3 separate regions of the Mus musculus genome follow, and all the other regions are linked to region 1. A link is a contact called in public Hi-C and promoter capture Hi-C data. All regions are on one chromosome and are shown on one strand. Each heading gives the region's core, a stretch centred on a gene start, on an enhancer-like site or on the middle of the called end of the contact. The rest is flanking DNA. Distances are from core to core; before and after follow the strand shown. Region 1 overlaps Tor3a (torsin family 3, member A). Region 2 has its middle 11 kb from the start of Gm39685. Region 3 overlaps Gm30568 (a long non-coding RNA gene).

Region 1 (2,700 bases), core at 54-2,553:
CCGACACTGCCAACTGGATCTGCAGTTTAATCCTGAAATATACCTGAGACCTGCTGTTGAAATGAGGTACTGATGGCTTTTCTGCCAGTTCTCTGTGGCACCTCAGACAAAGTAGGTGAAGCCAGGAGGGCTTGCTTGCCCAACATTGACAAAAGCCATTTTCGAGTGCCAAGATTTTGCAAGAGTAAGCTTTATCTGTAAAGCTGACAGTAGGATGGGAGGCAGCCAGGTCTGGAGCAGGGCAGAGTGGAGGGCTGACTAGCTGTGATGAGTCAGCGGACCCAGCTGAGATGACGACAGTCCAGGTGGAACATGATCCTGGTCCTGGTCCCTCCTGCATCTATTGATGGCATGCCTGCCGTCTCCTCTAGGGTCTCACTCTTCAGGTAATGCTTATGGGAAACTTTTGCTCCCATTAGGTTCTAGAGGATATTTTAGGTCTGTCTAGAGTTCACTATGCAGTTCCCTTGAACTGTACTGATAGTTTTCAGTAGCAAGGACAGGGATAGTACTGTTTAGGGCTTGGTTTCAGAGTAATACTGATTTCTGCCTGTGTCCGTCAGTAGAAGACCCCAGAGTCACAAGGCAGGCCTGGAGCTGCTGTGCTCTCGTCACGCACCCAGAAGAGGGTTGCTAATGTCTGTTTTCTCTGAGCTGTGGTCAGGGTATGAACAAAAGGACTTTGAAGAACTAACTATATGGACGTGAGTTATTCATGAATGACGCATGTGGGGTGCAGTGGGTGTTTGTTGACTAACTGCCTCCACACTGATGAAGCACCCCTAGCTTGTCTGGGCCCAGTTTCTCATTTTACCAGCGAAGAAACTGAGTCTAGCTCTGTTGTTTAGGGAAGAGTTCACCGTTAGTGATGGGAGCTTGTGACAGTGGTCCTTTCAGTATTCAGTCAGCAGGGGCTTGGAGGGTGAGGAGTTCAGCATCTAGCTACCTTGGCCTGCAGGTGCTGGAGTGCAGCCCTGCTGAGCTGAAGACACTGGACAGGTAGTGAAGGCTCCCAGGCTTTGTTGTGTGAGAGGTACAACCTGTAACGTGGTGGGAAGATGACATGGCTGTAGGTGACAGTGCAAGCAGTTCAGAAGAAAGCTGCATAGAGTTGATAAATACGCAGAAACCATGCAGAGTGGGGCCCGTGTCCCATGGGGCAGTCAGGTAGACCTGGGACTGAGAGGGTACTGTACTAGGGTCTGTGACCTTGGGGCTTGATCGATCCACCTCCCTGGCCTGCTGTCCTCCAGAGGCTTGCCGCTGAGTCCAGGTTGTGGAATCAGGGCTACTGTGGCAGACACAGATGGGGCAATCTCTGCTGATGCAGTTATGTATCCAAAGGCCACCTGACAGGCTGTCCAGCAGGTGCAGAGATCAGACGGGTGATGCAAGCAGTTTCTGCAGGGCTGGAAGTGTGGCAGAGCAGCTGGGCTTGGGCAAGGAGTGGGGATGCCCTTGTTCTTACTGGATTCTTCCAGCAGGAGGCTGGAAATCAGTTAATCAGTGGCTATGAGGGACACACTGGTCTTCACTTGTTTGCTGGGGAAGGATGCTGCCCCACCTAGCTAGGGAGGCAGGTTAGGGATTGGGAGGGGCACGTAGTGAGTCTACGTCATCTGCAGGACAGACTGAAATGCAACATTATCAAAAAGATAGGAACGGCCCGGTGTTTAGTGGTGGCACATACATTTAAATCCCAGCACTGGGGAGGCAGAGGCAAGAGATCTCTGAGTTTGAAGCCAGGCTGCTCCAAAGGTCTGAGTGACTCCTCTGAGGTAACAAGGACACTGATCCTTGTGAGGACAGAGGACAGGAGATGCTGGACCCCGTTTAGTTTGCTGCCTGCCTCCCCCTATCCTTCACTTACGACATTCCTCATTCTGTGAGCCTTAAGCAGGGAAAGTGAAGGCACAGCTGTGCAGTCAGACAAGGCTCAGCTGGGTGCCAACTTGAGACAGGGATGAACTGTCCTGGTTGCAGGTCCCCAGCACTTACTCCCGGCCTCCTCGTGGTGTCACTCCTGTCTTAGCAGTGTGCAGCCATCTTCCTGTGCCTAGCCTGAGAGGACACAGGCAGTGCAAAATAAGCTTTTGCTCCACACTTCTGTGAAAGGGAGTGCAGCCCAGAGAGGCACCTCCTGTGTCCACCAACTGCAGGGTCCTGCCAATACTGTTTTCCAAACTAATTCTCTCTACCTCTACTCCATCTCCTACAACCCATTGTAGCCTAACCAAGATTCTTAGGACAGAGTGGGTGGGGCCACAACCCTACATTCTGGCCTTCAGTGGATACATGCCACCTCCCTCAGCCGTAGTCTAGCTTTCATCCTTACCTTCTGAGCCTTGAAGCCTGTGGTCCTGAGGCATCCTTGAGTCTGTCACTGCTCAGTGTGTCCTCCATTAGGGATGAACTGTCCTGGGGGGTTGTGAGTGTGGGAATCGGCTGTTAACAAGCGCTTGTTTCTTTCAGCAACCTCGGAGGCAGTGTCATCAATGAGGTAGTCCTGAGTTTGCTTAAGGCTGGATGGTCCAGGGAGGAAATTACGACGCAGCACTTGGAGGTGCCCCTTCAGGCTGAGATCATGGAGGCTGCAGGTAAGTGGTCAACTCAGATACATACAGCCTTGCCAAGAGCACAGCCAGAGATGATTGGTATCAAATGTGAGGCAGTGAGGGTGTCTGGACAGTAGAGGACATA
Region 2 (2,865 bases), core at 350-2,849, 320 kb before region 1:
CTCAGATTTGCTTTGCTTTTGTAATACTTTTTTGTTTTTTTAAAGAAGTTAAACCAGAGATGGGTGTGGTGGCTCATGTATGTCACCCTAGCGCTTGGGACGCTGACATGGTGGAATTGCTACTAGTTCAAGTCCAGTATAGGCTACGTACTGTAGCCTGGGCAACAGCATAAGACTCTACCTCAGAAAAAGAAACAGATCCAGTCATTTATCTTACTGACTGTCCCTCAGTTCGTCTGTCTGATGCTCTCGCAGGGTATGCATTTGGGGCCGGGATGCTACGCTAGCAATGTGTCTGTTTCAGCGTATAGACATCGGAGACATAGATGTCTATCTGCATGTGCTGGCAACGCCAAGTTTGACTATGGTCGAGGTGTGGGCTGGGTTCATATTCGTGTACATATGACTTCCTCGCCTCTCCATGCTTGCTTACAGTAAACTTTTGCAAACATACAAACACATGCACATGGACACACACTCATTTTCCTTGTGTACTTCAGAAGCTCAGCACTTCCTAGGGAGCAGTCGATAGCTTCCTTTCACTTGACAAAAGAAAGCTCCTTTGAGTCCTCTCCCATTGTCATGCACAGTATAATAACAACCCATCTTGGTCCTCACACTTTCTCTTCTTTGTTACTTTAAATATTTGAAAGGAAAGAGTTTTTTTTTTATTGTATTTAATCTTTTTTTACAGTCCAGATTTTTTCCCCCTCCTGGTCCACCCTCTGACTGGTCCACATCCTGTACCCCCTCCACTCCCCCCCCCAACCCCTGTCTCCAAGAAGTCCGCATCCTCCACTCCCACCCCACCAGACCTCCACACTCCCTGGAGCCTCCAGTCTCTTGAAGGTTAGGTGCATCTTTTCTGAGTCCAGACCCAGCAGTCGTCTGCTGTCTAGGTGTTGGGGGACCTCATATCAGCTGGTGTATGCTGCCTAGTTGGTGGCCCAGTATCTGAGAGATCTTGGGGGGAGGGGTCTGGGTTAGTTGAGACTCCTGGTCCTCCTACAGGGTGGCCCTCCTCCTTAGCTTCTTCCAGCTTTTCCCTAATTCAACCTCAGTGGTCAGCAGCTTCTTCTGTCCATTGGTTGGGTGTCAATATCTGCATCTGACTCTTTCCGCTGCTTGTTGGGTCTTACAGAGGACAGTCATGATAGGGCCCTTTCTGTGAACACAGCATAGCCTCAGTAATAGTGTCAGGCCTCCCCTTGAGCTGGATCCCAAGAAAGAAAAGAATTTTCAAACTGCAATTGTCTCTTTTAATTTGTTTTATTACATTTGTGTGTGTGTGAGAGCACACATGAGAGGCTTGGTGGCAGTCCCCTTTATCCCCTGAGCCGTCTCACTGGTCTTTTTTTTTTTTTTTTTAATTTTATTTTTAATCGAACTTAAAATTACAAAAGCTTGTATTTCGACTGAGCCCCTTTTTAAAAGGCATCCTGTTATACGTGAACAAGGCGTGTTTTTCTGTTTGAATCCAGGGTCTAAATAGCTGTTCTGAAAGTGAAAACTGTTCAGGGAAAGAAAGCATACGGTGTATGTGTAGTTGAGACCTTTACACTTTGATATTGACAGTCTCCATTGCCAGTCAGACTCTGTTGGGTATTTAGTAACCAGAGAGCTGTCTGCATTTAACCACAGTCTAGGGGGTTGGGTTTAATGGGGAACGGGTAAGAGATGGCAAAGGTCTTCGGCTATCTGAAGACACAGAGGTCAGCAGATATTGGGCACACTGTACCCAAGTACTAACCAAGTTTATCACCTGATAACATGCCGCATAATCTACTTATTTCTTATTTCTGCTGTTTATTATTTTCCTCCCTCGGTGCTAAATGAAGAAAGTTCTACAAAGCCAGGCAGCTTTGCTTTGTTCCATAAACACTGGCTCCTGTTCCACAGCCTTCCCTCAGATCTGCCGGGTGAGCAAGCAAATGAGCTTTGTCATCAACACTATTAATGTAATGACCGCCATTGGCTTGCCTACTTAATGTGATTAAACAGGAAATGTATTTTGCCACATACACACAAAGTTAAAAATACAACCAGTTGCCAGGTGTGGTAGCCCATGCCCTTTAATCCCAGCATTTGGAAGGCAGAGGCAGGAGGATCTCTGTAAGTTTGTGGCCAGCCTGGTCTATAAAGAAAGTTCCAGGACAGGTAGAGCTACATAATAGGGAGACCATGTCTCTAAGGAAACAAAACAAAACAAAACAAAACAAAACCAATAAGACAACCAGACAAACAATTGCAGCCAGTTAACATAGGCTGGGCCTGGATTATTTGGTATAACCTCTGCCCTCCCTCATCCCAAGGACCAATGGAAGATCAGTCAGCTTCAAGGCCCCTTGAGCAAGCCCGGTTTAAATGTGTAGTGTTTCTTGGTGAGGCCGAAGGGTTAGACAGATAAATACTTCCTTTAGTTTTAACTATTCCTGCCCTGTGGTACACCCCGGGGCTCTTCTTGTTTCTGCTTTCAGAGGTTTAAAGAATGAAGCCTCAATCCCTAAAGTCCCCAGCTGATCATTTTGCTTTCCCACAAGAAAAGGTGGGGCTGAGATAGAGAGGACTCTGGTATTTTATGCCGTACTACTGGTCTACCATCCGTACCTGAGTGCTTGATGCTAGGATTCTAGAAACTAGTTGTGGCATTAGGTACTGCCCCTGTCCTCAGGCAGGCAGGTCCTCCTGCCTCAGCATGGGAAAAAAAAAAAAAAAAGTACAAGGATGACAATGACTAGGTGGTGCTCCTGGTGGTGCTCCTGGTGGTGCTCCTGGTAGTGCTCCTACAAACCTGGATCCCAGAACTTAAGAGAATAAGGGAAGAATTAAAAGTCTGAGGCCAACCTGGACTACAATTAGAGACCC
Region 3 (2,847 bases), core at 49-2,548, 420 kb before region 1:
TCAAAACACTCAGGACAATCTATCCCACCCGTCCTTTGATTCTTCTTCCCTTATTTACACACCCAAATTCACCAGCAATTTCCATTCTTCCGATTCGAACCTCACCTGACTCTACGACTTTCGCGCGCGCGCGCGCGCGCGTGTGTGTGTGTGTGTGTGTGTGTGTATGTGTGCGCGCGCGCGCACGCGCACGCGTTGTATGTGTTCATTTGTTTGCACGTGTATGCATGAGCACGTGAGAGGTCAGAGGTTGGGGGAAGAGCTTGGATCACTGGGGTGTACTCTTAAGGAGACCCAAGGTCCCCAGCTTTTGCCATGAGATGCCATGCTGCTTTACCACGGCCTCAGGACGCAGCCCCACCTCTGAGGGCCCAAACCTCTGAAACAGCAGAATGAGTCTTCCCGAGGCTCCCACCCACTGCAGAACTGGATACCAGGTGGAGTGGCGATCTAGGCCGGCTCTCCTCGCTGAGTGCCACTCTGGCCGCCAGGTGGCGCTGCAGCACACTGGGGTGTTGCAGAGATGCACTTGTGGCTGCCTGAGTTCCGGTGCCAGCTGGCAGCATCCTCCGCCTAGGAGAGGATTCCCTTCTTTTCACTGTTCCCGTAGGTAGGCAAAGTTAGCAACGTAGAATAACCCTTCTCTTCTTGAAGGCTGAAAAAGAAAAGCCAGGAGCCCTTGGCATGGCCACCCTTGCAGGAGGCAGGTGTGGATGAGTCGCTTCCACTCAATGGGCATCCAGGACTAGAGTAAAGGGCAAGGACGGCTTGGAGACTAATCGCTGCCTGTGTGTAATGTTTAACCCAGAGCCGCAAGCTTCCATGTAGTAATAGTAATAGTCCTGAAGACGTCCAACTCTACCCTGGGCTGCCAGTGAACTGGCCTAGGACATGGGAAGTAGTGAGAATTTGAAGTCCATTGACATAAGTGTCACTAGCTGTACTATTGGCATTACCGCCACTGCCGTTTCTTTTCCCTGGAGGCAAGGGGAAGGCGTTTCAGGAATAACATTGGTTTATTCCTAGCATAAGAACCAGAGGAATGATAGTGCTGTGTGTTCTGGGCCACTTTTTTTTTGGTTTTTCTAGACAGGATTTCTCTGTATAGTCCTGGCTGATCCTGGAACTCACTCTGTAGACCAGGCTGGCCTCGAACTCAGAAATCCACCTGCCTCTGCCTCCTGAGTGCTGGGATTAAAGGCGTGCGCCACCACGCCCGGCTCTGGGCCACTATTCTAATGTGTTGTGTCCTGAAGTATGCCCTGGGAGAATGCCAGGATCAAGGCATGCATGCAGTTCCGATATCGCCCACGAGGTGGCGCAGGCCCCTGCGCTCTGTCCTGGGATTACAGAATTGATTTTAGCTAGGCTGGGCCAGTGAGTTAAATCGAGCACTAGACAGGCGTTTGGGGTCGTAGGCAAGTGAAGAGCTGTCTCCGCCCCCCCCCCCCCCCTTGGATTTGAGTCTCACAGAACAGTCACGGAGACCATTAGTTTTCCCAGGCCTCAGATGGACCAGAAGTGGGTTCAGGAGGGTGATGGGGTGAGATGACACAGTGGATCTGTAGTCAAAGCTAGACCTTAGGGTCAACTTTTGCTTTGATCTCTTGGCTGTATACCGCTTACTTCCAGAGCACCATCTCTGGGTTCTGACGCTTCTGGATCCATTTATAGCCTTTTTGTCCCCTTCCTGAGCCCTGGCAGTTTCCCCTCCTCCCCCTCCTCCCCCTCCTCCCCTTCCTCCTCCTCCTCCTCGCCCTCTTCCCCCTCCTCCCCTGCTTGGCCTCTCTGGTCAAGTGAGTGAGCCCGTCAGAAAACAGTATCCTTATTAGTGTTGAGACCTCCAACACCAGACAAATCCTGCTGTAAGGAAATCCCCGCTCCCTCCCATTCTCAGAACCTGTGTCCTGGGACTTCAATTCTTTTTCTTAAGCGCAGTTTTGCTCTGAGCCAGAGGTGTCTCCTCCAGTTCTCTGAGCCTCAGAAATCCCAGACCTCAGGGCTGTCAATCACTATTTCTTTATTCAGCATACCTTTTGAGGAATCAGAATAGATTCCTCCACCCCAACCCCGTTGGGTAGCGGTGATGGAAGCTAGGGTCTTCTACATGCTGGATAAGCTACAGTCAGCTACAGCCTCAGGCCTTGACTAATAAAGATTGATTTATTTAATGTATGTGAGTACACTGTCACTGTCTTTAGACAACCAGATGAGGGCTTTGGATCCCAATATAGATGGCTGTGAGCCACCATGTGGTTGCTGGGAATTGAACTCAGGACCTCTGAGAAAGTAGCCACTGCTCTTAACCACTGAGCCATCCCTCCAGCCTGCGATTTTTTTTTTTTTTAATTAGAAAATGCCTCAATATCTTTATCTATGGGTAAAAGTTTACAGTCACTTGTCTGGGTACTTTTCTCTCGCAGCGTGCTCTTCCTTATAGAATAGAAGGTTGGCTGATGAGCCAAGACTTCCAGTCTGGGGGTTTTATTTTTTGCATGATGAAAGCAATGTGGTATCATGGCCCTGCTAGCACAAGGAGTGATCTCTGGGGAAATGAGTCACCAGCACCTCCCTCCGGGTGGCTGTCCTCCCCCACCCTGGGGACGGGATGCACTGTACAGGAGGGAATCTTTGCAAGGCATTAACAATCTGGAGACAGAATGCAGCAACCAGGCCAGCCTGGCCTGTTGTTTTCACGCTTTGAGGGAGAAGTGAGAAATGCAAACCGGTCTCTTCACCTTCCCCGCAAATACAGGGCAGCCTTGCGCTAAGTCTCCTCTGATTTCATCTCCCTGGACACAAGCTGCCCAGTCGCACAGAGTCAAATCCAAACAAAAGATGACCGTC

The links. Promoter capture Hi-C pulls out the DNA fragments that hold promoters and counts their contacts. A called contact is a pair of places that touch in the nucleus more often than the background predicts.
Region 2: a contact with region 1 is called in a Hi-C map of liver, with 2.8 times the contacts expected there. The contact joins two enhancer-like sites. A contact is called at or near these places in 1 of 39 promoter capture datasets (liver), 1 of 484 Hi-C or Micro-C datasets (liver) and 1 of 9 other capture datasets (adipose tissue).
Region 3: a promoter capture Hi-C map of liver shows a contact between it and region 1, with 4 times the contacts expected there. The contact joins two enhancer-like sites. A contact is called at or near these places in 10 of 39 promoter capture datasets (the 3T3-L1 cell line, the C10 cell line, the HPC-7 cell line and 6 more), 3 of 15 datasets of contacts at CTCF or cohesin (the NIH/3T3 cell line, embryonic stem cells and large pre-B cells), 18 of 484 Hi-C or Micro-C datasets (B cells, the CH12 cell line, the G1E-ER4 cell line and 9 more), 8 of 115 datasets of contacts at active chromatin or transcription factors (embryonic stem cells, pancreatic cancer cells and stem cell-derived neural progenitor cells) and 2 of 9 other capture datasets (embryonic stem cells and liver).

What each region holds. Positions count from the first base shown.
Region 1 is chr1:156,656,369-156,659,068 of GRCm38.p6, reverse strand. It overlaps Tor3a (torsin family 3, member A), which reads left to right. Exons shown (of 6, transcript NM_023141.2): 5 at 2,473-2,597. Among named protein-coding and RNA genes, the nearest start is that of Tor3a, 17 kb to the left of the region's middle. Within about 2 kb of position 1,303, at least 30 of the 459 cell types and tissues checked have an H3K27ac peak or open chromatin away from gene starts, as enhancers often do. A contact at or near this core is called in liver, where this site is marked.
Region 2 is chr1:156,977,620-156,980,484 of GRCm38.p6, reverse strand. No RefSeq gene overlaps it. Among named protein-coding and RNA genes, the nearest start is that of Gm39685, 11 kb to the left of the region's middle. Within about 2 kb of position 1,599, at least 16 of the 459 cell types and tissues checked have an H3K27ac peak or open chromatin away from gene starts, as enhancers often do. A contact at or near this core is called in liver, where this site is marked.
Region 3 is chr1:157,074,917-157,077,763 of GRCm38.p6, reverse strand. The region is part of intron 1 of Gm30568 (a long non-coding RNA gene); the gene reads left to right. Among named protein-coding and RNA genes, the nearest start is that of Gm30568, 5.3 kb to the left of the region's middle. Within about 2 kb of position 1,298, at least 55 of the 459 cell types and tissues checked have an H3K27ac peak or open chromatin away from gene starts, as enhancers often do. A contact at or near this core is called in liver, where this site is marked.